Regions from separate parts of the Rattus norvegicus genome. Here region 1 is linked to region 2. Evidence: chromatin contacts called from public Hi-C data. All regions are on one chromosome and are shown on one strand. The core of a region is the stretch at or near the end of the contact, and the rest is flanking DNA. Distances in the headings are between cores, read along the strand shown. Region 1 holds the start of Pdhb (pyruvate dehydrogenase E1 subunit beta). Region 2 overlaps LOC120096928 (a long non-coding RNA gene).

Region 1 (5,607 bases), core at 2,919-5,418, 170 kb after region 2:
CAGTGAGCTCCAGGCAAGTCTGGGCTGCATGCAAAACGAGACTCCTCTTCAATCCAGACAGCTCACAAGGTTGGTCAAACACACAGAAAAAGAACCTTGGATAAAGGAATTTTCAGAAACAAGAGAAAAGACCCCAAGCGTTTGAGGACAAATGTTTCTTCTTACTCTGCAAAGATTTGATTGAGAGAGAGGACTGTGTGGCCAATGTATGCTTCTCAAAGCCTTTCTACAAAATCTAGTGAGCATATTTGCTTAAGAACTTAGGACTTTAAAGCTAGTATTTTTGTTTGTTTGTTTTTAAAGATTTATTTATGTATGTGAATACACCGTTGCTATCTTCAGACACACCAGAAGAGGGCATAAGATCCCATTACAGATGTTGTGAGCCACCATGTGGTTGCTGGGGATTCGAACTCAGGACCTCTGGAAGAGAAGTCAGTGCTCTTTTTTTTGGGGGGGGGGGTTCTTTTTTTTTTTTTTTTCGGAGCTAGGGACCGAACCCAGGGCCTTGCGCTTCCTAGGTAAGCGCTCTACCACTGAGCTAAATCCCCAGCCCCCCAATTTTTTTTTTTTTTTTTTTTTTTTTTTTTTTTTTTTTTAGCAGTCAGTGCTCTTAACCTCTGAGCCATCTCTTGCCCTTGTTTGTATTTCTTAAACAGGAAATTTTGCTCAGCCTTTCTAGATTGGCCAGTCTGAAAAGAAAGCAACTGTACCAATTATTTTGTATCTAAAATGACCATGGTTGTTATTTAAAAGAAAACTCTTGAGGCCCATGAAACCCAGTGACTTCTGCACCTAGCTCAACTGACTCGGGGGTCACAGACAATGTTTTTTGTGAATAGATGGCCCAAGAACACATCCCGGCTCTGGTTCTATTCACCTTGATGTCTCCCTTGGTTTTTTATTCAGATCTCAAATGCTGAGTGGTAGGGACCGAAGACAACTGAATCATATTTCACTCTGAGCAGGACTGTCCTGTTTTGTTTTCTGTTGCTCTGATAAAATGCTGACCGAAACCAACTTGGGAGAGGAAAGGGTTTATTTGACTTCCACAGCACAGTGCATCACTGAGGGCAGTCAGAGCAGAGCTCAAGCAGGAGCAGAGGCAGGGACCACACTCGAACACTGCTTATGGGCTTGCCTTCATGGTTTGCTCAACTTGCTCCTCTACACAACCGAGGACCACCTGTCCAGCCTACAATGGGCTGGGCCCTTCCACATCAGCCCAGAAAAGTCATACCACAGACATACCCACAGGCCAATCTGATGGGCAAATCCTCAACTGTAATTCCCTTTTCCTGTAGGTGACTTTAGTTTGTGTCAAATTGACAAAAACTAACCACAGAAGAGTGCGAGGGGACTGACACCTGAAATCAAGGGGCTTCACAGGGATGCTGGCAAGCACTGGGTGTCCCCTCGGTAACTGGAATTCCATTCATGCTCCCTGTCACTTACAGAATAGGCAGAAATTGCGCCTTATTCAGAGCTAGGAATAAGAGAAACTTGAGTTAAACATTTTAGAAATCTGGATTATATTTCACCTCTAACCAGCAGATTTTATAAGTCAGTGTGTAGGACAGGGTCTGTGTGTGTGTGTGTGTGTGTGTGTGTGTGTGTGTGTGTGTGTGTGTATGTGTGTGTGTGTGTGTGTGTGTGAATCCCTCTGGAGCTCAGGCTTCCCTACCCTGCTTAGAGGTCAGCCATGTTTCTGAGTCTTGTGATGTCTGTGCTCCTCTCTTCAGTGCTGTTCTTCACTCCGGGAATGTTTGGACTTGGACACACGAAATAATGAAGCTCAGGTTAGTTTCCACCTTGTAATCCTCTGGTGTGGGAGAGGAGTTTTAAGTCAAACCAGGGAAATCACTCTGTGAATGAAAAATGAGATAAAACGAGGACACGGCTACACCTCAAATATGGAGAAGTTTTAATTGTAGACATAAGGGAGAACATCGGCAGAAGGAGGAGTCCAGGCTGAACATGGTCAGCCAAGTAAACTGGGCATGAGAGGAGATAGGGGAGGGAGAGCAAGAAAGGACCCTGGGAGTAAGAGACTGGTGCAGCCCAAATGGCTGCCTTATATAGGGATCAGGCTGGGAGAAGGGAAGCCCAGCAGACAGGAGGGGGAGGTTTAGGGTAGGGGGAGGGGTGAGAAGTGCTCAGAGGAGCCACAAGTATAGAATGAGACTAGTCCCGGATTTGAGACCTAAAACGGTGTAGATGTATTAAACTCTTAGTAATATGGGCATGCAGACTATAGTGGAGCATACAAGTGTGTCTTTATAAACGAGATGGGCATGCAGACTATAGTGGAGCATACAAGTGTGTCTTTATAAACGAGAACACGAAATGTCCCTGCTACCTACATTGCTGGAAACGTAAAGTTGTTAGAAGTAAGTTTGGCGACACAGCGAAAGAGATCCGCACTGTAACTGAAGTGTCTGGACAGGGTGGACTTTACTCCTGATCAAGAGGGTGTTCTCAAAGAGAGGGGATACACAGGGAGACTGGAAGCACACTCGGTCTTCATTCTAACTCAGGTGGCGGCTGTGTCTTTAACCAGTTGGCTGGAGTTTGACCTCACAGTCTGATGCAGTGGCTGCCCCAAGAAGAAGGACACTCAGGAAATGAAGGAGGAAGAGCCAAGGAGTCTCCAAAAAGAAAAGGGCTATTGCTCCAGGTATCGAGTTCCAAGAACAGAGCAGTGGGCCGCTGCATAAACAAAGGTTTTACTGTTTAGGGAAGATTCAAACACTTGCTCAAAGCTAGGCGTGGTGGTACATTCCTTTAATCCCAGCATTCCAGGGAGACAGAGGCAGGCAGATCTCTGAGTTCAAGGCCAGCCTTGTCAACATCAATTCCCAGAATGTCCTTGGTTACATGAAAGAGTGTTCTTGTTCACTGGAAATATATATATATATATATATATATATATATATATATATATATATATATATATATATATATATTCTGAAGTTAGGGCACCTTGATGTAAGCAAACTACATAGTTTGAATAAATGAGAACAATACAGCCAATGTAGTGAATGTAATATTAAAATTGCTAGTAAATAAAATTTGAAACACTTATGCCATAAAAAATACCCAGTGGTAAAAAGAAAAAAATATGGATCGGGTGGTGGTGGCACATATCTTTAATCCCAGCACTCAGAAGGCAGAAGCAGATGGATCTCTGTAAGTCGAGGCCAGACTTGTCTACAGAATGAGTTTTAGGACAGCCAGGACTACATATAAAAACCCTGTCTTGGGCTGGAGAGATGGCTCAGCGGTTAAGAGCACCCGACTGCTCTTCCAGAGGTCAATTCCCAGCAACCACATGGTGGCTCACAACCATCTGTAAAAAGATCGGATGCCCTCTTCTGGTGTGTCTGAAGACAGCTACAGTGTACTTATGTATAATACATGAATAAATCTAAAAAAAATAAACAAACAAAAAAAAAAAACCCTGTCTTGTGGGGTTAAAACAAAAACATCTATTTCCATCAAAGTCTTTGATGGCAGGAGAGATAAGAGGCTTTGAAGTCCTTGTCCCAAACACAAGTTTATATGTTCTTTGATAGCAGACTTATATTTGACATACCTTACAACATGACCACCTGATGGCCCTAACCAGGGAGCTTTGGAAGGAGGTAATCCCATACCTCATTGTCCATCTTTCCATTTACAGTCGATGAGACTGAATGCAGAAAATAAGGGCAGCGTCTAAACAGCTATTCTCAAATGTCTCTAGGTCTGTTAAAACTAGGCTTCAGGCTTCTTCTACGGTCCAGGTAAGCCATCTAAATTCAGCATGATCAGAACAAACTCCTCACCTTTTCACGTCTGGATGGAGAGAATACTACCGCCTACAATCACTTATCAAACACACATCACAATACCTGGCACAAAGTGGACACTTAGTGCACACAAAAAAGCTATTGTTTACATTCAATTGACAGCGCCCATTCATACAATGTGTTGCAAGATTCACGTGTTGCTCAAGGCCCGCAGTGCCCGCAAAGGGGCCTTAAGGTCTTTACAGCCTCCGTTGATCAGGCCACACTGACTCAGTCCTAGCACGTGAGCAGACAGCAGTAAGGGCCGAGTGCAGGGCGTGCTAGGTGCATGACAGCCACCGCGAGCAGTCTGCAAAGTTCTCTCCAGTGCACCAGGTCAGAGAGGAACAGCAACCTCGCGTCACCTCCGCAGGACCAGGATTCGCTAGATGGGCGGGGCTCGCAGGCGTCAAAACTGGCCGTTGGCTACGTATGCAGAGGCGGGGCCATAGGTCTCACCCTGCCAAAGCCTGGGGGCGGGGCTTTTGAAATACTGCCCTGCTATTGGCTTACTCAGGAAGGCGGGCCTCCAGTTGACATTCTCTATTGGCTTTGCCGAACAGAGGCGGGACCTAAAGGTGTCACGCCCTACCATTGGCTGCGCCGGACGGGGTCTGCGGCGCTTCTGTGTTGTCATTCGGCTGCGAGTAGAGGACACGGGCAAGATGGCGGCGGTGGCTGGTCTGGTGCGGGGACCTTTGCGGCAGGTAAGTAGCGGCCCCTGGTGCACCCGCCGTATCCCCTGTGCCCTTTCTGAACCTCTTTCTCTTTCACTGCCAGGCTTCCGGGCTGCTGAAGAGGCGTTTCCACCGCTCGGCGCCCGCGGCGGTGCAGGTAACCGGTCTGGACTCTGGGCAAGGCCGGGAGGGAATCCTGGGTTCCGGGAGCAGGCCTGAAAGATCGGGGTCGCGTCTGCCCCAAGGCCGAGTGGCATCTCGGACCCTGGCAGTGGCCGCGTCCTGCGGATGATTCGCGCTGGCTCTGTCACCGCCCGGTGCCACTCATACTGGCACCCATTCTCACCAGGCCGGTGGCAGTCTTAACCGACAGCCACCTGCTTTCCTGACTGTTTACGCCCCCACCTCGAATTGTGGTAAAATATAACTTTAAAACCTTGTGTGTTCAAATGTGGCATCGAATACATTCACTGTATACACTGTCAATCTCCAGAACTTTACACGATAATTCACACTATGCCAGCCGCTGTTGTACTTTTCTGGCACATTTTGAGTTTGCTTGTTTTAGAACGTCATATAAGTGGAATTTTTTGATTTTTTTTGGGGGGGGGGGTCTGGCTTATTTAACAAGGTTCAACCATATTGTAGAATACATACATCAGAATTTGTTCCTTTGAAACATTGACTCATATCCTTTGTACATTTTATTTATGTATTCATCCAAGGGTGACTTTGTTTCCACCGTTTGGATTTGTTCTGGTGCTGAGAACACTGGCTTGCAGATACACACTTCTTTTCTTTTTGGCATATGTATATCTTAGAAGGATTTTACCATTCTACATATTTTAGTAGCCTAGCAGCACCAGCATTGTGGATGTCAAGCTGTACACTACTGAATGCTTAAACTTAGCCGTAGTTAGTAGCCATGGTTAGACCTTCCTTGCTCGTTCTCTGAGTCTTAGTGCTCCAAGGGTATAGGTAAAACAGCCTGGCGTGTTTTCTACATGGGAAACTGCCTTCGAGCTAGTTTAGCAATTGCTTGGTTTTCTTGACTGTGCACATCAAGCAGTACAGCAGAAGTGTTCTGTAGGCTTATCACT
Region 2 (5,220 bases), core at 2,376-4,875:
CGCTTCTCCAAGAGCCAAGCCAGTGGATAATTACAAGACGGTTGACCAAAGAGTGTGACTTCGGGTCGACTGCTCTAGCAGATGGCCATCTGGGCCCTTTGCAACTCTCTCCCAGCAGGAAGGAAGCTGAGCCTATGCCAGACTGTGCTGGAGAGAAAAAGAAGTGCAGAGCAAATGTATTCGTGTGGCCAGAATGTGGGCTGGAGAGAATACAGCACAAGAACTGTGGAATTAAGATTTGTCATGCATTGATGTGTGTGTGTGTGTGTGTGTGTGTGTGTGTGTGTGTACATTGTGTGCTAGTGTATGATTTCATGGGTGTGTATGAGTGTATGTGTGTATGACAGTGTATGTTGAGTGTGTGAGCATGTGTATGGAGGTTGCATAGATGTGTATATAGGAGTGTATGTGTGAGTGAATGTGTGAGTGTGTATGAGTGTGTGTGTGTGTGTGTAAGTGAGTGGGTGAGTACATTGTGTGTTAGTGTGTGATTGCATGAGTGTATATGAGTGCACGTGTGAATGAATGTGTGTGTGTGAGAAAGTGAGTGAGTACATTGTGTGTTAGTGTATGATTTCATGGGTGTGTATGAGTGTATGTGTGTATGACAGTGTATGTTGAGTGTGTGATCATGTGTATGGGGGTTGCATGGATGTGTATATATGAGTGTATGTGTGAGTGAATGTATGAGTGTGTATGAGTGTGTGATGTGTGTGTGTGTAAGTAAATGGGTGAGTGAGTGCATTGTGTGTTAGTGTGTATACATGGGTGTGTATGAGTGCATGTGTGAGTGAATGTGTATGAGTGTATATGTGTGTGACGGTGTATGTTGAGTGTGTGACCATGTGGGGAGGATTGCATGGATGTGTATGTATGAGTGAATGTGTGAATGTGTGTGAGTGTGTGATGTGTGTTTGTGTGTGTGATGTATGTACCCCACAGATGTATTCAGTGTGTGTGTGTATGTACCCTACAGATGTATGCATATGTGGGGCAGATGTTAATAATATGATTTCCAATGTCACCGTTCACTTTGTTCTTGAGACAGAGTCTCTCACTGTATGAGGGTTAGAGGAACAAAAGTGATCAAATGAATCTCTGGTAGAATGATATATAACAAAGCGGGATTCATTATAGTGGCTTACAGGCTGTCGTGGTGGCAATTCTTGTTTTGTCAACTTGATCACATCTAGAACTACCCAAAACCCCAAAGTGGAGGGCACACCTGTGATGGAGTTTTGCTTAATTTGAAGTGAAAAGATCTGCTTCTAATCCAGATCTTGAGGTGGGAAGACAGACCTTAATCCAGATCTTTTGATCTGAGAAAACCCACTTCTGATCTGGGCCATGCCTACTGCTAGAAACCTACATAAGGATAGGAGGAAGGAAGCGTTTGCTCCTTGTCTGCTTGTTCTTGCCCTCACTAGCAAGCCCATTCCTCCACTGGCATTAGCACCTACTTCAGGAATCTGGTGTCTCCTGAAGGCCAACTGAGATGTCCAGCCTCATGGCCTGAATGGATTAGCTGGACCACAGCCTGCAAGTCATTCTAATAAATCCCCTTTCTGTGTACAGAGAAATATTCATTCTGTGAGTTCTGTTATTCTAGAGAACCCTAATACAGCTGAGTTCTGGCTCATCCAACAATGGCTGTCTCCCAGTGGAACAACCAAGAACCTAGTAGTTGTTCAGTTCATGACGTTGGATTTCTCAGCTGGTCTTCAGGACTTAAAAAAGAAGGTTCAAACCCAGAGAATGGATGCCTCAGCAGCAAGACAGATGAACTTGTCATCAAGAGTGAGGGCAAGCAGGCAAAAAGCAAAGGGCTTCATGTCCCTTTTGGCAGGCTGCCATCTGAAATGGGGATGGGGGTGGGGGAGGGCACATTTAGGGTGGCTCTTTTAGCCTCAGATGATCTAGATTATGGGTGTTTTCCCATCTCAAATAATCCAACCAAGAAAAACCCCTCAAGGATGTGTCTAACTGCTTAAGTGTTAGTGGATTCCAGAAGTAATCCAGGGGAAAGTCAAGTCACACCGAACCAGGAGCTACTCCAGCCCCCAGGATCTCCCCACCTCTGCATCCCATCACTGGGTTTACAGGTAAGTTTACATGGGTGCTGGGGCTCCAACTTAGGTCTTCATACTTGTATAGAAAGCACTTTACCCATTGAATCCACCCCAGTCCCCGTCGTGACCTCTTTCAGAGCGTGAGGCTTCGTGGAACCCACTCCATACAGACTGTTTCAGTAACTCTACCATCACTGGGTGGCACTTAAGCTACTACAATGGAACCAACACTGTCCTAAAGCTAGGGAGAAGCCAATAAGTAAGACGGGACAAGTCGATTCCAGACGAGAGAGGTGAGTAAAGCCCACAGAAATATTTCAGTTGCTAAGTGCTATGGAAAAACACTGACCAGGGAACCCAGGAGATGACTTCACATGGGAAGCCAAAGAAGGCTCCTCCCAGGAGGTGGTGCCCTGCAGTCAGGGTCTGAAAGATGAGGGAAGGAGGGAGGAGGGAATACACAGGCAGAGTGAGAACAGCAAATGCCCTGTGGTATAGGGCGGGTTCTGTGGAACAGACTCTTGAGGAGTTGGGAGAGGAACGAGGGTAGGAAACAAGGTTCTAGAAGCAAACATGGCTTGATCAGTCTTCCCCGTAAACCTGGAGTGGGGGTGTTTTCTACAGCTGGCCCTCTACCACCAAACATACTGTAAAATCACCTGCATGTACTTTGTGAAACCCATTCCACGCCAGGCTCTGTTCTCTAGGAAGTGGGCAGCAGCAGGATTTCCCCTGTTCCACATCTTGGGAGAGCTGCTGCAGTTGAGGCGTTAGCTACCTGAGACTCACTAGTTGGCACAGAACTCATCACTGTTATCAGCACAGCAACAGCAGCGCCTCGCTTCACGGAAGCTTCATTCCAGAGTGACACCTCCTTCCATTCTCAGCCTGACAGGACGGGGCCATTGTAGGCCCTCCGGCCCATCATACACTGCTGTTATCTTATTTCCCTTTGATTTAGAGAAAGAGCTGCATGTAGCCCAGGCTGGCCTTGAACTCACTACGTAGCTCACTCAGCGTGACCTGAATTTCCTGCCTCTACTTCCTGGTGCTCAGGTGGCCAGCACACACCAGCACATCACTTTCAGTCAGGGCTGGGGACTGAACCCAGGTCTCTGTGCACTCCAAATTAGCTTCACCTGCAGCCCAAAGGATAAGCTTATAAGTAAGTGGCATGATTTAACCAATATTTTAGTAAAACAGAGGCTTCAGCTTACGGGGAGTCACCCACCTATATGGGTGGATGAGTGGGCACCGGTGTCATGAAAAGTTAAATCATTCTCCAGGGCTACAGAGCTGCGAAGGGCAAAGCTAGCATTGAATCCCACTGGCTCCTGCCTTAGTCTCTACCGCCGGCTGGTGTCAGAGAGGAGCCTAGTGGTAAGAAAAGGAAAGTGACTACTGGGGGCACTTTGAGAACTTGGCCTCTGGCCTGGAATCCAGCCTCCAGACATTTTCCTGGCCTGAGCCCAGCCGGCTGCCCTCCAGCCAACTCGTGACACCATCCTAGTGAACGATAGAGTCTGCTGTCAAGAGTTTCCGCTCCAGAAGAGCCCCAACCCGACTGCCTTCAGAGATGACCTATTAATAAGGCTGTCCAGCCTGACACTGACATCCCTACACAGGCCCACCCTGTATCATGCCCCACCTCCGAGCTGGCTCTCTGCTAAGCAGTGTGTGGCCAGAGGGGAAAACAGTGGCCAAGCCAGCCAGAGTTCACCTTCCACACCCCAGCTGTGTTACCACTCCATTGCTGCCCTGTTGGTCTTCCCGGTTGCCTTGGTTTTCCTTAGGGAGAGGCAGGAAGCTGGGAGATTAGGATCCTTGGGAACCCCCCAGGGGGCCTTAAGCTGCCCAGGAATGTGCTGTTCCACAGCCTGACTGAAGTGCTCCTGGCTTTGGAGCAACTCTGAAAGCCACCTTTGTGCATGAAAAAATGAGCTGTAAAACAGATCAGCTTGAACAGGGGGAGTCTGGACCTAACCTTGAAACCCACCCAAGCCTGGTACACACTTCGTGCCACAGGAAAATCCAGGGAAGAAAGTGGGGGCCCCTGTGTGTCATCCTAGAGTTCTGCATGTGGCTAGGGGGACTGGATCCTTCAGGGGTGACCCTAGCCACACCCAGGAGCCTCAGCCACTCATGTCCTCAAAGCTGTCTCCAACTCACAGCCAGGATTTGCTCTGAGCTGGTTGTGGTTCAAGGCAAAGCCTGTGTCTGGTTTCTTCATTTCTGCAGTGACAGATAACCTAGGTTCTCTGGCTCCTAAGGGAGTGTCCAGCACAGGCAGATGGGTACTAAAAAAAGACCCAGCATGAGGACAATTTCAGACTGACCAACCTGCTGTCACCAGATACAGGGATGTCGGCACATCACTTAAGTTTTCTACTCATTTCCTTGTGTGCAAGAGTTACCATCTAAGAGACTCACTGTGGGAATTTCATAGGCTGGGGCGTGTTTCGAACAGTCCTATGTGTGTAGACTGTGCACCAGCTTTTCTGTGTCATTAGAACTGTTTTCATCATTAGCCATCTCGGGCTTTGCCCTGAGCCCTGACCAGCTTTCCTGAGCAAATCCTGGCTTTGACTTGGAGACAGCTTTGAGGGTGTGAATGGCTGAGGCTCCTGGGTGTAGCCCACTCCACGGGGTGGGGGCACATTGACCATTTCCTCCTGATGTTCACCTGGAGAAGATGATGGCCTCTGCCACCAGCATAGCCAGACAGAACAGAAAACCAAAGACAAAATGCAAACACTGTGAGCCTGGAGAGGAAGTCAGACAGAGCTGCTTGTCTCAGGCACATTATGAGCTTCCCCGGAACTGTAGAAGCTTTAATCTGCAAAGTCAACCCCCTGGTCATAACCAGGGTTACTAGAGGGAGTAAATTAAGGTACTTCTAATTTGTGGAAGCAAAATTTTCACACCACTGTTTGGAACATTCCAGAAGCTTTCCTAATTGACCAGGTAGGCATACCTTGCTTGACATTTCAGAGATGACTATAAACCTGCTTTCCGGGGTTGGGGATTTAGCTCAGTGGTAGAGCGCTTGCCTAGCAAGCGCAAGGCCCTGGGTTCGGTCCCCAGCTCCGAAAAGAAAAGAAAAGAAAAGAAAAGAAAAGAAAAGAAAAGAAAAGAAAAGAAAAGAAAAGAA

What was found. A called contact is a pair of places that touch in the nucleus more often than the background predicts.
Region 1: a Hi-C map of frontal cortex shows a contact between it and region 2, with 2.0 times the contacts expected there. The contact joins the promoter of Pdhb here to the enhancer-like site in region 2. A contact is called at or near these places in 3 of 12 Hi-C or Micro-C datasets (frontal cortex, liver and mammary epithelial cells).

The regions. Positions count from the first base shown.
Region 1 is chr15:19,178,621-19,184,227 of GRCr8, forward strand. Pdhb (pyruvate dehydrogenase E1 subunit beta) reads left to right here and starts at 4,169. Exons shown (of 10, transcript NM_001007620.1): 1 at 4,169-4,537; 2 at 4,611-4,664. The coding sequence starts at 4,496.
Region 2 is chr15:19,006,501-19,011,720 of GRCr8, forward strand. All of the region lies in intron 3 of LOC120096928 (a long non-coding RNA gene), which reads right to left. Among named protein-coding and RNA genes, the nearest start is that of Fam107a, 37 kb to the right of the region's middle. Within about 2 kb of position 3,626, at least 35 of the 93 cell types and tissues checked have an H3K27ac peak or open chromatin away from gene starts, as enhancers often do.